Regions from separate parts of the Sus scrofa genome. Here region 2 is linked to region 1. A link is a contact called in public HiChIP or PLAC-seq data. All regions are on one chromosome and are shown on one strand. The core of a region is the stretch at or near the end of the contact, and the rest is flanking DNA. Distances in the headings are between cores, read along the strand shown. Region 1 holds the start of LOC102160336 (ubiquitin-conjugating enzyme E2 E1). Region 2 holds the start of NR1D2 (nuclear receptor subfamily 1 group D member 2).

What was found. HiChIP or PLAC-seq counts read pairs in DNA pulled down with a chosen protein or histone mark.
Region 2: a contact with region 1 is called in an H3K27ac HiChIP or PLAC-seq map of alveolar macrophages. The contact joins the promoter of NR1D2 here to the promoter of LOC102160336 in region 1. A contact is called at or near these places in 3 of 47 Hi-C or Micro-C datasets (epiblast stem cells, heart right ventricle and liver) and 1 of 2 datasets of contacts at active chromatin or transcription factors (alveolar macrophages).

What each region holds. Positions count from the first base shown.
Region 1 is chr13:10,603,292-10,610,553 of Sscrofa11.1, reverse strand. LOC102160336 (ubiquitin-conjugating enzyme E2 E1) reads right to left here and starts at 4,717. Exons shown (of 6, transcript XM_021071421.1): 1 at 4,530-4,717; 2 at 3,271-3,455. The coding sequence starts at 3,422.
Region 2 is chr13:10,753,697-10,760,958 of Sscrofa11.1, reverse strand. NR1D2 (nuclear receptor subfamily 1 group D member 2) reads right to left here and starts at 4,005. Exons shown (of 8, transcript XM_021071423.1): 1 at 3,699-4,005. The coding sequence starts at 3,714.

The DNA.
Region 1 (7,262 bases), core at 3,468-5,967:
TGCCCGACCTGCTCTCTCCAGCACCCCCTCTCTCTTCCCTCGGGTCTGCCCCAGCCTTCTGCACCCCACACTGACACAGAACGCGGGATCCACCCCCCTCCCCATTTCCTATCTCCGCACCAACCCACGGCTTCACAAAGCGCCCATCCCCCACCCCTAGGCCGACGCCACCAGGCAGTTCACACCAAGCCCTGGCCTTTGTCTTCAGCTTACCTAGGCGCTTAGAGCATCGATTAATACGACAAAGTTTGAGGCCTTTAAACCTCTTCCACCTTCTAAACGGTGCCTTCTATTTTTATAACCTTTCCTGCTCTTATCATATTAAGCCCTAAAGGGCTATGTTACAACTTAAAAATCTCACAGAGGCAGCACGGTAGTTTAAAAAAAAAAAAAAAAAAAACCATCACGTACACACATACATCCTAAAAGCAATCGATCGCAATGGAAGCTTTTCTCTTTCCAAAGGTTTTCTGGATTAGGAAGACAGGCTGACAGGATGGATGGGGAATAGGTTTTAGGAGGCACTGTTTTTTCCATTTTTAAGATAAATTTACTAAGATTGCGGTAGTGATTCAGGAAGCTCTTTAAACTTTCGTATCGAGGACATCTCCTGTCCCATACAAACCTGGTCAACTTTAGAATGGGGTTTGCTCACTGACATCTACTTATCTATGTCCTGCTCAATTCTATTTTCAGTCTGAAATATTCGAATCCCTACTGTTCACCTCATTACTGTGTGTTAGACTAAAAGTTTGGACACTGGTTTCCTGATACTTAACCTGCACCTACTAGAATGACTTTGTATGTTAAGACCTATGTACCTACATGGGCAAAAATATCCTCCCCCTGAGCAACCTGTATAAAAATACATATGACTTCACTTCTCCTCCTTAACCCAAGCTCTCCTATAAAGTGTTCACTGTAAAGGTAGTTGCTTCTTTAATACCTAAAAAGTGTAATACCAGAGAGCTTTATCCACTTCATCTCTACAACTAAGATTTGCATTTCTAGAGAACTGGTACAAAATTTTTAAGAGTAACCCACACATATGTTCCACAGAGTAATCCTTGTCCAGACCACCCACAAAAGTGGCTTTCCTCTACCCATGGACTAGAAACCAATATGCAGTTTCCAATATGCAGTTAGGTAATCTTCCGTCTGCCAGCTGAGGCTTCTTTTTCATCCCATCTCCTGTACATGTGCCTTTTCAAATTCCATGGGGAACGCCTACCTTCCAAATCAGTCTAATTCCCAGAGCAGGGTTGGTAGGATCCCTTTTCCCCTTATTCATTCCAGGATACACCATCCCTCTCCATTTTTCACCTCACTATTAACCATTACACTAACTTTACATTAACAGCCACTCTTTCCGCAAGATTCCCAGGAAAGTAAAGCTGATGTTAACTTTATAGGTACAATTATGGTCGGTAGCTTCTCACCTTTTTTTTTTTCCACCTACCATCTCTTTCCCCTGCATTTCCAAATGAGTTTTTAACCCCCCTAGAGTAAATGGACAAATTGTATCTAATGATAAATCCCCCTCTGTAATTTGCTGACACAAAGCAGACTAATATTTGACACCTGTGCATCATCCCCAAATATATTCATGTACACCAGAGATATCCAGCAAAATATAAAAATACTAATGACCTAAAAGCAAATATTCCACCTTAGGTCAGCTTGGATAAGGAGTTTAGATGCTGGGAAGGAGTTGGGAGGAAGATTAAGGAAGGCCCCATCCAAAGTGGGCAGGAGTAGATGCCAGGTTCTGAAAGACACAGCACAGGGCTAAACAAAAAGGACCAGTTAGGACTTCCATAAAGTTGAGGTGCAATCAAACTAACCCCTGAAACCAAGAACAATCTTACCAAAGGATCTTGCCACTTAACTCTACACCTCTCCACTATTTAAAATAAGCGCAAGTCATCCCTTCATCCTCCTAGGGTGAGGTCACCAAAACACCGTACCAACCTACCAAATTTCAAGTCAGGGAGAGTAACAGGACAAACTTTCAAACTCTATTTGGCACACTACTCAGTGAAGAGATTTAAAGCATCAAGTTCCCTTTTACTTTACATTGTTTTAATAAAGGTATCTCGGCGTTCCCCTCAGGGGCTCAGCGGAATCATATCTGACTAGCATCCATGAGGACACAGGTCTAATCCCTGGCCTCCTTCAGTTCATTAAGGACCCGCTCCGTTCCCTCCTTCCTGTGGCTATGGTGAATGGACCCCTAGCCTAGGAACCTCCATATGCCAAGGGTGGGGCCCTAAAAAAAAAAAAAGAAAGAACAGTAAAAAGAAAAAAAGAAAGGTATCTCCAGCTAACCCACCATTTGGATTCCTTACTGTCTTTCTGGTTTGCCACCTTAAAGTTTAATGACTCTACAACCGACAGCAGGATTTATAAACTATAGGGGTTCCCAGGAATCTACTATAGATACTTTAAGGGTCATGGGAATCAGAGGACACTACTGAAGGATAATGGAGGTTAAAAAGTAGCTTCTTCCAGAGACATAAGAGGAAGAGAGCAAAGAAAAAGAACCACTGCTTGAATTCAACTTAAAAATCAACAATGAAATACCATGAAAAAAATTTGAGTTTCCCTGAAATTTGGTAAATTGAGGTTCTCAAAGAGAACAACAAGAATCCCCAAAATAGCCTAGAATAGCCATTTTACATCACCTATTGATTCATTCACTTGCCTCAACTCTCTAAATCTAAAAAATCTCTTTAAATTCCATCCGAAAACATCTATCTCTACCCATTAGAGTTTTTACTCTGCCAAAATGAGTTATTTATTCCTCATGCAATCTGTGGAGAAAGCTCTATTCAAAACAGTTCATAAGTGCAACAGGTGAGAAGTAAGACGGTAATAGAATTCATTGTGATAGAACTGTCTGGGTAGGTATTAGTAAGAAGTGGGATGACAGCCTTGAGAAGGGTCACAGATTAGTGATTAACAGGACAAGTAATGTGAAATCAGATTCGGTGGTCACTAATAATAGTAATGAAAATTCTTACAAACTTCAGCAAGATATGGGAGAGGCAAGCCACAACAGCTGCATGTGGACAGTGATTAAAAGAAAAAACAGAAGAAGGCACCGAGAAAAACAATTAGGGCCTCCAAGGCCCCTTTTCTCCTCTTTAAGAACATATAAACCATGAGGAGCGGTTAAGCTACCCTCATGGAGGCAGACCAAATGCAGCAAGAGGCAGTTTGGGAAATAGGAAGCCTGCTGGGGGTGGGGGTGGGGAGGGGGTACCGTACCTCTTGGCGCTGGTGGAGAGGAGTTTGGAGTTTTTGCTCATGCTGACTTTACTCTCCTTCTTCTTGGGGGTGTTTGTTTCTTTCTCGGTTTGCTGGTTGGAGGACGAAGATGAGGAGGAGCTGGTGCTGGCCCTCGAATCGTCATCCGACATAGCGAACCCCCCACCCCACCCCGCAAACAGCCCCTGCAGGGGGAGGGAAACAAAACAGAAACACAAACCATGCAGCCAGTGTAAATAAGGAACTCGGGCGCTGTCAGGAGGGCTTCGGCCGGGGGTGCACCCAGCCGCCCACCGCCCTCCACTCGCTTTTCAAAGTCTTCGGGCCCATCATGGCTTTTGCAAATTGGACGCGGCTTGTTTGTTTATTCGGGGCCCCATGTGGGGGACGTGGTGGGAAAACGGTTGGGAGGGCAGAGAGCAGCCCCTCCCTCGCCCCCCGGGGCTCCCCTCCGGGCGGGGAGAGGAGCAGCCGGCGGGCGGGGGTGCGGGGCGCCCGGCCGGGGCGGGCAGGGAAGGTCCCGGCGGCCAGCCGGCCTCGGGCTGTTTTCGGCGGCTTTCCGGGGGTCGTAGGGGAGCTGGGGGCCAGCCGCCGAGTTTGGCGAGGTCAGGAGGAGAGGAGGGCGGAGAGGAGTAAGAGAGGAAGCCGAAACGGGGGGACGGAGGCGGGCAGCGGGGGCCCGCGTGGGGGAAGGGAGAGGCCGGAGGGGGGTAGGAGCGACGAGGCCCGAGGCCCCCGCCGCGCCCCGACGCCCCTTGCCAGCCAGCCCCCGGACCGTGCGGGTCGGGTCTGCGCGGCCCGGGCGGGGGTCCCAGGCACACGCCCGATCGGCACCCCGGGTGGGGGCGGGGGTGAGGGGGGGACTCGGCCTCCTCTGCTGAGGAATAACAATGAGCCCGTGCGCCCCGGAGGGGTTAATCCCCACGGGCCCCCGCCCCAGGGGAAAACGGGGCTCCCCGCCTCCCCTCCCCCGTTCCCGGCCCCTCGGCGGCCAGCGGGGGGCTCCCGGGGCAGCGCTGACAGTTCGAGCCCTGTGCCCCCCGCCCCCGACGCGGGCGGCCCCGCACCCCACGCGGCCCGGGGCCCTGCCCATCCCCCGCGGGCGGGCCCGGACCCCCGGAGCTCCCTAGCCCCTCTCCGCGCCCCCGGCCCCGTGCCCGGCGGCCCGGGCGGCGCGGGTCGGGGGCGGCGGCGAGGGGTGTCCCCGAAGCCCGGCGGCGCGGCCGGGGGGCGGCAGGCGGCGGGGGGGATCCCCGTACCTCTCTTTGTGTCTGGCTGCTCCGTGCCGCCGCGGCGGCTGCTGCTGCGGCTGCGGCTGGGCCTGGCCACTCGTGTCTCTCTCGCTGGGAGAGAAGCGGAAGTGCAGCAACAGCAACTATTAAACAGGCAATGGCTTCCCCCAGCCACACACGCTCGCACACACACTCCTCCTCCCCCTCCCCCACCCCGTCCGGCCGGTCCCACCCACCCGCGCTCCCCTCCCCGGGCACACCTCCGGGGGGCGCCAGGAGCACCCGGGGACCCCGGGAAGCCCGGCCCCTCCCCGCCCCACCCCCACCCCGGCGCCTCGTCGGGACGCGGGGCCAGGGGGCAAGGGCTGTGAATTTTCTCCGGAGGAGTCTGGGGGACCCCTGGATCCTGGGCTGAAGAGGGGAAGCCGTCCCGAGACTGGGGGCGCTGGGAACTGTCGGGAATAGGGCGACCGCGAGGGGAAGTTCTTACCAAAAGGGCTTTGGGAAAGCGGGGGCAGTTTGGTAAAAAAGATGGTAATCTGGTGCCAGGACTTTGGACTAGTGAATACCGAGGGAACTCCTCCTAAAAAGTGATCAGTTTAAGGGAGAAAGAAAGAAATCCCACAACAGGGTTTCCTTTGGGCTGACCCTGGCTTCCCCCTCTGGCAATTTACCTGCTAGGAGCAGAGGTCGGTTTAGGCACGCCTGTGAGAAAATCCCAAGATTGGAGTTTTCTGCTCAGGCACGTGCAATTTTACAATTTTCGATTCTTCCAGTCACTTTTTATAGAAAGAAGTGTTTTATAAAAGTGATACAGTGGATTTCGTGACAGGTAAAACCAACCAACGTCTAAGAGGCTTTCTAATGTGAGAAATCAATGGGAATAAACCCTCTACTACTGAATTAGACTGGATTTAGAATTTTTGCTGTCGGAAATTATATTAAAAGTTTTGAGGACGGCTGCAGCTTCTTCAGCGACAATATAAATGCTATTCAAATCATAAGATTTTAATAATAATCCCTCTAATTCTTCGGAACTCTTCTTTATTTATCGTGTTTACCAAGATTAATTTTTTTTAGTTAAGCCATCAAATTACAATTCAGTTTCTCACTTATTTGTCATTTCAGTTGCAGGAAACTGAAGAGATATGTGTAGTGTAACATATACTAGGTGTGGTACACTAAGCAACTGCCCAGATTTCCCTGGGCCACTCTAAATTATCCCAAACTGCCATCCTTTTCCATAGCAACAGTGTGGCTTCATTTACCACCGGACAACAGAAGACATAAAGCCAGTGGCATATCCAACTAACCAGGAAAACAAGCATTCTTACCACCCACCTAAACCTCTTCTAGTCCTCAACATGAAACTCCAACTTTTTTAAGAGTCATAAAGTAATCGTGCAGACTTCTTGCTCAGTCCTTTCCGGGAAACCTGTATCTGTCTACTTGCAGAAATTGTCATAGACCTGAGGGGTCCAAAAACTGGGAAAAAACCACTTCAGTCATCATTTCAGCCTCCAGCCTCCTACCTCCAGACAGAGCTATCCCTCAATCACTCAAATGTCTAGAAATTTTGAAAAGATCCTGGAGGTGAGAGTTTGATTTCAAGAATCCTGGTAGACAATACAAAACAAACAAAAAAAACCTCCTTAAACCAGGTTGTATACTTTTTGTCCTTCTGATGATAAAGACATAAATTCAAGAGAAAACAACAAGCAAGCCTGAAATAAACTCAGATGGGACGACAAAAATAATCTAAAGACTGTTATAAAAATGGAGACTTCCTCTTACAAAAATTTGGGTTCCTGATACTTACAAATACTTTTCTACAGGATGAGCACAACCAGGAAAAATTCATGTATGATGAAGACAAGAGCTGGCAGAGAATACAGGAAAATAAAAGGTTAAATTTGCTGATGTGACTGGGACGGTGGGCGAATTTTTTTCTTTAATTTTGATTTGCATAAATCGTACACTTGGATACTAATTAAAATAAATCTTTTTTAAAAATTGAACATAGTATGTTGTGTTTCATCCTTGATGCTTGGATTGGACTGGTCCCTGAAGAAATAAATCACACGAGGCAAGGGCTCCCCCTCTATAGGGAAGTGCTTTCCCAACCACCAGTCTGGAGGGACACTACCCCTCTTTTGTGTACTAGTTCTTTCTTATCTCTAACCCTGGTTAGTGCTTTATGGTTTGGGAATGACCTACTGAAGGGGAAATAAAAACTTCAAAATGTTTAGAAAAGCATCCACTGCTCTCAAAAGACTATTCCTTACGTCAGATTATTTTAAATATACAGTTGTCTCAGTTATAAAGAAATAATAATTCCTTTCTAATCTTCTTCTGGTTATTAGCTACAAGGCCTAAGGAGCTAAACTGACCTAAGCCTCACTTTCCTCATCTGTGAAGGGCAATACCTGCGCTGACTGGCCGGTTTTAAGGAGGATCAAATGTATATCTATAATATGGTTTATTAACTGTTATGCAAAGTCAAGTATTAATCATCCCACCCTGATCCCACTTCTCAGGAATTTTATTAGGACACAGCATGTTTATGACTAGAATTGAGGACAATATAGGAAGCCTCCTAAGAGAAAGATAGGGTCAAAGAATCGAATCAAAGGATTTTAGTTACTAGAGAGGGCCTAAGATATCAAATGCCTCATTTTACAGGTGAAAAATTAAGGCAAAGAAAGCCACTGTGGGAGTTCCCATCTCTGCTCAGCAGGTTAACGAACCCGACTAGTATCC
Region 2 (7,262 bases), core at 2,756-5,255, 150 kb before region 1:
AGGGCCAAAAAGAAAAAAGAAAATTTTAAATGGGGTGACAAGGAGTTCCTGCCGTGGCGCAATGGGGTCAGCGGCATCTTAGCAGTGCTGGGCCACAGGTTCAATCTCTTGCCCAGGACACTGGGTTAAGGGTCCTGCGTTGTCGCAGCTATGGCTTAGGTCACAACTATGGCTCAGATCCGATCCCTGGCAGAGGAACTCCATATGTCACAGGGCAGCCAAAAAAGAAAAGGAAAAAATACAAAATGGTGTGACAAAAAATAGGTCTCCTTTTGAAAAACAAAAGTAAATTGCTGGAAAGCAGGAGAGGGAGAGAGAGGGCAAATGTAATCTAGTGTCTGGAAAAAGAACACACTGACTAGCAACAAGATTTAAAAAGAATACTGACACTGGGAGGCTGTGCTGACCCCCTGCACTTTTCCACCAGCTCCGACCCTATACCACTTCAAACTGTGTGGATCCATTCAGTACCCCCTTCATCCCCAAGAAGACAGGCCCACCAAGTTTTGCATATACTTTCAGATGTCACATGGGCTTAAACCTAGTACAGCCTAGCAGTTAGTTTGTGCTTCCCAAGTGGACTTCTTGCTCTCAAAATCTGGCTCTATACTACCACTCGCTTATTAGTAACTTCAATTTACACAGACCCTCATCTTCAAATGGTGGTAACAGTACTTTGCTTCATAGAGTAAATGTGAGGTAGCAAAGTGGTAACACATGCAAAGAGCCTGGCACATAAACGCTCAACAGACATCCATGATTATTCTTGCTGCCATCATATAAAGGAAGCATTCGATCAGCATAGTTCAAACACATGTGACCCTCCCTATTCTCTTTCCTTCAATTAGGGAGCCATGCCACTTTCTGAATCCCCTAACTCCAATGACTAAACAAGCAACTTCCTACTTCACTTCTACATTCTTCGCATTATCTTGCTGTTTCTCTTTCCAAGTTAAAATTTCTTTACTCTTTCCTCCCTCTGATGTTTTCTTTCCAAGTTTGGAGAAACACAGTAAAAAAGAGATTGTAAAGATAAGAATGAAATACACGGGAATGTTTTCCTAATTTTTAAAATGTGCATTTACAGCCATGGTTATGAAGTCTCTGTAATATTTTAAGAGCTTGGTATAGTCAAAGTCTGTGACAAAAACGCATAGTCAATTTCCACGACTTTACTACTTTGCATGGGTATTACAGACAGGGTAGAGACACAATGTGTCATTATTTACAGCAGAGTTAGAAACGATCACTGGTTGAGTATGTATTGACTAATAAAATGATATCAACCCAAAGTGAGGTGTCAGAGACATGCCACACAGCAATGAATTTGGCCCCACCCTGGGCTACATTTACAATATGAACAAGTTAAAGGGGATGCTTATCAAAGCCCCCCTTGGCAAAAATTGGGGCATGGCAGAAATTGTTAGTATACTACATAACAGTTTGTGACAGCTTGAAACTGGAGCCAAAAGGAATAGGAGAAAATTTAAGAAAGATAATTACAAGGTCCTACAGCTCAGGTCAAACAATTATCTGCACGAAGGATGAAACCTAGCTTCAGAATAGTTCACATGAAAAGGTTCTAGTTGACTGCAAGGTTACTGTGAGTCAGCAAAGCAGCAAGCCACAAATGCCAAGCCTGCCACAAATTCATGTACATCAGAATCCCGAGCTTGGAGCTCGGCAGCTGTCCAATAACTTCCACAGGAGCCTGTTCATTTCCCAGTCCCACATCCCAAAGGGCAACAAGGATAACGATCAGAAAATACAGCAGAGCAAGGACCAAGGGATGGGATGTGAACTGGCCAGGGGGGAGGGGGGAAATCGGGTCGTCAACAATCATCCCAAGGAAATTTTATAATTTGTAGCCAATTTAAAATCAGGGATCGTGGCTCAGTGGTTAACGAATCCCACTAGGAACCATGAGGTTGTGGGTTCAATCCCTGGCCTCACTCAGTGAGTTAAGGATCCCGCATTGCTGTGAGCTGTGGTGTAGGTCGCAGATGCAGCTCGGATCCCATGTTGCTGCGGCTCTGGCTTAGGGCGGGTGGCTACAGCTCTGGTTAGACCCCTAGCCTGGGAACCTCCATATGCCACGGGTGCGGCCCTAGAAAAGACAAAAAAATAAAAATAAAATCAAAATTAAGATCAGTGAAAATGTTCCAGGAAGGTTCAAACTAGAAAAAAAAACCTAACCACTGAGCCAGCCCACTTTATTCAAACACAAAAGCTGGCTTTATTCATCCATGGTAGGTTAGATGAGGCTGAACTTTATACTTCTAAATCCATACCAAGTAAGTTTAATTCCATAATAGTTACTGAACTTTTTTTAACTACACTCACAGGTTAAACAGGCCCATAGGTAATTAAAACACACGAGAATGACTTTATTTTTTACTGCTGGTGGAAATTTCACAACACTTTGTTATCAAGCCATGGTTTTTTGAACGGGTAACTTAAAACATAATCACTGGCTGCTTCTGCAACCTCACTGTCTTCAGGTAACGGTCCATCCTTTGATTGGGGGGGGAGGGAGGCAAACAAAAGGGCAGAAGGTAGCCGGGTATTGTGCTGGGATGTCAAGGCAGGAAAGGTAACAAGAAAAGGGGTGATAGAGTCAAATTCTGTTATCAGAATCAGAATCAGACAAGGTGAAAGATAACAAGAAAGGGCGTGATAGAGTCAAATTCTGTTATCAGAATCAGAAAAGGTCAGCAACCCAAGGGTTTAAAGAAATTAAGCGAAAAACGACCAGCCTTACAGGAGGCCTGGGAGTCACTGGGGTCACCTCGGTCACGCCCAATAGAGCTGAAGGCTGAGCCAAGGGTGGACCCGCCCATAGAGGAAGGTGGTGAGGTAGAAGGCTTCCCAGAAGAGATCACTAAAACAGTCTTTTTTTTTTTTTTTTTTTAATACGAAGTAGCACCACAACCTGGGCGTTCCCCGGCCCCTCCGCCGGGCGTCGCTGGGAAGCCAAGCACCTCCAGGCCCCGCGGAGGGTCATGCGTCGGGGAAGCCCCAGGTTGTCCGGCCGCACTGCCTTCAGCGCCAGAGCGCCCACGCCGGGCGCCTTCCTCTCCCTGCCCGCAGCCAGGCCGCGGCTCCCGCGTAGGCTCAGCTCCCGGCCGCCGAGCGCGGGTCTCCGCGGCGCGCACGCGCGGCCTCCTCCGCAAAGAGCAACCCCGCGGGGGAGGAGGGAACCGCGCCACGTCACAGCCCGAGGGTTCCGGAGAGGCGGGGCCTCCGCGGGGCTGCGGCGCTCCCGGCTGGCGCGCGCGCACCCGCCCCCACGTGTCCCTGCGGCCCCCGGGAATGTGGGTCACCGAGCCGAGCGGCCTCACGTGTCCCCGCCCGCCGCCGCCGCCCCAGCGCCCATTATGTAATGCCGCGTCATGAGCCCGCCCAGCCAACCGGCGCCCGCGCGCCGCCGAACGTAAACACAGCGCGCACGTGGCTCGCGCGGCCAGGCCATGTGAGGGGGGCGCCCGGCCGGCGCCGCGGGCCGCGCTGCGGCGGTGCGGGGAGCCGAGAGGGCGGCCCCGGGGCGACGAGCTCAGAGCCCGAGGCGAGCCCGCGGCGCACAGCAGCCCTCCCCGCCAGCCCGCGCCCCGCCAGCCCGCAGCCCCGCCGCAGCCCTCCGAGTGCCCGCCGGGATCCAGCGCCCCTCCGCCGCGCTACCCCGCCCAGTGGGCTCTTACCCGCATTCACCTCCATGGTGCCCTCGGGAGGGGGCCGAGGCCGCCCGCTTCCCGCAGAAGGGGCAGCGCCGCCGCCGCCTCAGCACCGCGCCGCCCGGGGCCGGGGCCCCCTCATGGGCAGGGCGGGCGGGACGCCCGGACCCGGCCCCGCGGCCGGAGAGCGGGCTGCGGGGAGAGAGGGCGGCGGCGGCGGCGAGCGGCCCTCTTCGCGGGGTCCCTGACAACAAAGCGGCGGCGCGGCGGCTTCCTGCAGCCAGCGCACCGCGGCGGCGAGGGCGGCTGATGGGGAGGGCAGCCGCGACCATGTGACCCGCGCACACCCCCTCCCTCCGCCCGCCCCTCGGCCGGCCGCTGCGGCGACTCCGCCCCTCCCGCCGCCGGCTCCCCTCCCCCTCCTCCCCAAGCCACCGCCCGCTCTCCCTCACCCTCGGGCCCCTCCTCCTCCCTCCTTCCTTTCTCGCTGCTGACCTTCCCGCCTCCGTGGGAGCCCCCCAGGCTTCCTTCCCCGAACCTGCCCCACCCCCGCCTAGTGACACCTTAGGTCTCCTCGGACGTTTACCTAGGCCCGCCCGGTGGCGCCAAGCAGGCGTGCTTTGCAGGATCCAGGGCTGGCCCCAACCCTTGACCGCGCCTCAAGTCGGCTCTCCGACTTACCCACCTCTAAAGACCAGGCTCTGCAGATACAGCCCACATCCCTTCCCTCTGCACCCCCGGGTGACTTCATTCAGTCCAACAGCTCAAGTAGGCTTGTGTTCTGATGATTGCCGAATGTACATTTCCAACGTCTCCTCTGAGCCCCAGATTCCTGCATTCAGCAGCCCGTTTGATTATGCCACCTTGATATCCTTTTGGCATCTCAAATTTAAGGTGTAGGCAGGCGTATGCTTGTGTCAAAACTCAGCAAATGCACACCGAAGATTTGTGCGTTTCACCTTGTGTGTACATTTTACATCAAAAGGAAAAAAGGGGGGAGACCAATGACGTGTGCCGAGGTATGAAGAGGGCAGTGCACTGATGCCTGCAAATTTAAGTGCATTATGAAAGCAAGATGGTCTGAGGGATGGAGGCCAGGATGGACGGTTAGAAGCATAATAATCTTACTATGTAAATCATGTAGTAGTTGTAGATGTTTTATGTGGGTATTCACTGTAAAATTCTAAGTTGCTCTTTGAAATTTTTCAATATGAAATATTGAGGGAAATATAATTCATAAGACATTTTTACATGTGCTGCATCCCTTCGCCCCCCATCACCCACTGCCCCATCACACACACATACACACTCTACCCCATCAACATCTACTTTTTGATAAATCTGCCAGTTCCTAAAACCAACAAATTGAGTTTCACTTCTCTCTCTCTCTCTTCCTGTCTTTCTCCCTCTCACTGCTTTTATACCTGGTTCAACCCATTAACAGATCTGAGCTATTCTACCTTCATAATACATCTTTGATCTTTCAGTTTTTCACCATCAGCATTGTCATTACTGTAGATCAAACCACCATCTTCTCTTGCCTGGGCTACTCTAATAGATCCCTAACAGGGGAAACTGTGCCTGGAACCACCTACAATCACTTCTACCCAGTGTTATGTTTTTAAATGTTAATGAGATCTAATTACTCAAAACCCTCCAATCGCTTCCTATTGCTTTTTTTAAAATCCAGTACTTGAAGCTGCCCTGCAAAGCTCTGCACAAACTTTGGGCCCTGCTTCTCTCCTAGGCCTTCGAGCACCATCTACACAGCTCTCTACACAATGTGGTCCTCATTGCTTCCCTACATCAGGGCCTGATCACCTTCTGTGATGCTGAAGCAAGAATTCCCCAGGCTACACTTCGTAGCTTGCTTTTTCATTTTATATCTCAAGCGCCATCTGCTTCTGCGCTGGTAAAATGGGGTGAATATGAACAGTGTAGAAGGCAGGGGTCATAAAGAGGACTCTACTCTGAAAAGGCCATACGGTATGGTTCTCTCAGTGTCCTTGGGGCATCGGTTCCAGGACCTCTGCGAATTGCAAAATCCGTGAATGCTCAAGTTCCTTATATAAAATGGTGTAATTTTTGCATATAACCTACGAACATCCTCCCTTATACTTTAAATCATTTCTAGATTACTCATAATATGTAATACAATGTAAATGCTAGGTAAATACTTGCCAGTGTTCTTTTAAAAACTTTCTGGAATTTTTTTTCTAAATATTTTCCATGCAAGGTTGGCTGAATCTGTGGATGTGAGAGCTGCAGATACAGAGAGCCAACTGTACAGCTGTGGGACTTGCTTCTGGCAACCTCTAAAAGCATGCTGGGGGAGTTCCCATTGTTGCACAGTGGAAACATCTGACTAGTATCCATGAGGATTCGGGTTCAATCCCTGGCCTCGCTCAGTGCGTCAGGGATCTGGTGTTGCTGTGGCATAGGCCAGCTGCTGCAGCTCTAATTCAACCCCTAGCCTGAGAACTTCCATGTGCCTCGGGTACAGCCCTTAAAAAAGTAAAAAAAAAAAAAAAAAATTAAAAAATAAAAGCATGCTGGGAGTTCCCATCGTGGCTCAGTGGAAATGAACCTGAATCCATGAGGACACGAGTTCCATCCCTGGCCTTGCTCAGTGGGTTAAGGATCAGGCGTTGCTGTGACTGTGGTGTGGGCCAGCAGCTGTAGCTCCAATTCGCCCCGTAGCCTGGGAACCTCTGTGTGCTGCATATGCAGCACTAAAAAGCAAAAAAAAAAAAATAAATAAATAAATAAATAAATAGGAGTTCCCGAATCCGACTAGGAACCATGAGGTTTCAGGTTCGATCCCTGGCCTTGCTCAGTGGGTCAAGGATCCAGTGTTGCTGTGAGCTGTGGTGCAGGTCGCAAACACGGCTCGGATCCCGAGTTGCTGTGGCTGTGGCGTAGGCCAGTGGCTACAGCTCCGACTAGGCCCTTAGCCTGGGAGCAGCCCTAGAAAAGACAAAAAGACAAAAAATAAATACATACATACATACATACATACATATGAGCATGCTGGACCATGCTCTCCTCGCCCTTTGCCGGTGTTCCAGATAGTTGCTATTCCAATAGCCTGGTTTCTGCAATGAGGACCATGACGAACCCTCTGTAAACATGTAGTACAGAATTTCCATCTGTAGTTGATTGAATCCACAGATGTATAACCTCTGGATAGAGGGCCAACTCTGTATGACATTCTGGAAAAGGCAAAACTGTGACGATAGGAAGTTCCTGTTGTGGCTCGGCAGGTTTAAGGACCTGACAGTATCCAAGATGGTGTGGATTCGATCCTTGGCCTCATCAGTGGGTTAAGGATCATAAGCTGTGGAGTAGGTCACAGATGCATTTCGGATCCAGAACTGGATCTAGCTCTGATTCCACCCTAGCCCAGGAACTTCTATGTGCTGAAGGTACAGCCGTGAAAAGAAAAACAAAAACAAAAAACTAAAGAGAGAGTTAAAATATCATTGATTTCCAAAGGTTGGAGGGGAGAGAGGGATGAAAAGCAGAGCAGTTTTTAGGGCAGTGAAAGCATTCTGTATGACAGCACAATGGGAGAGACAGGCCACATGTACA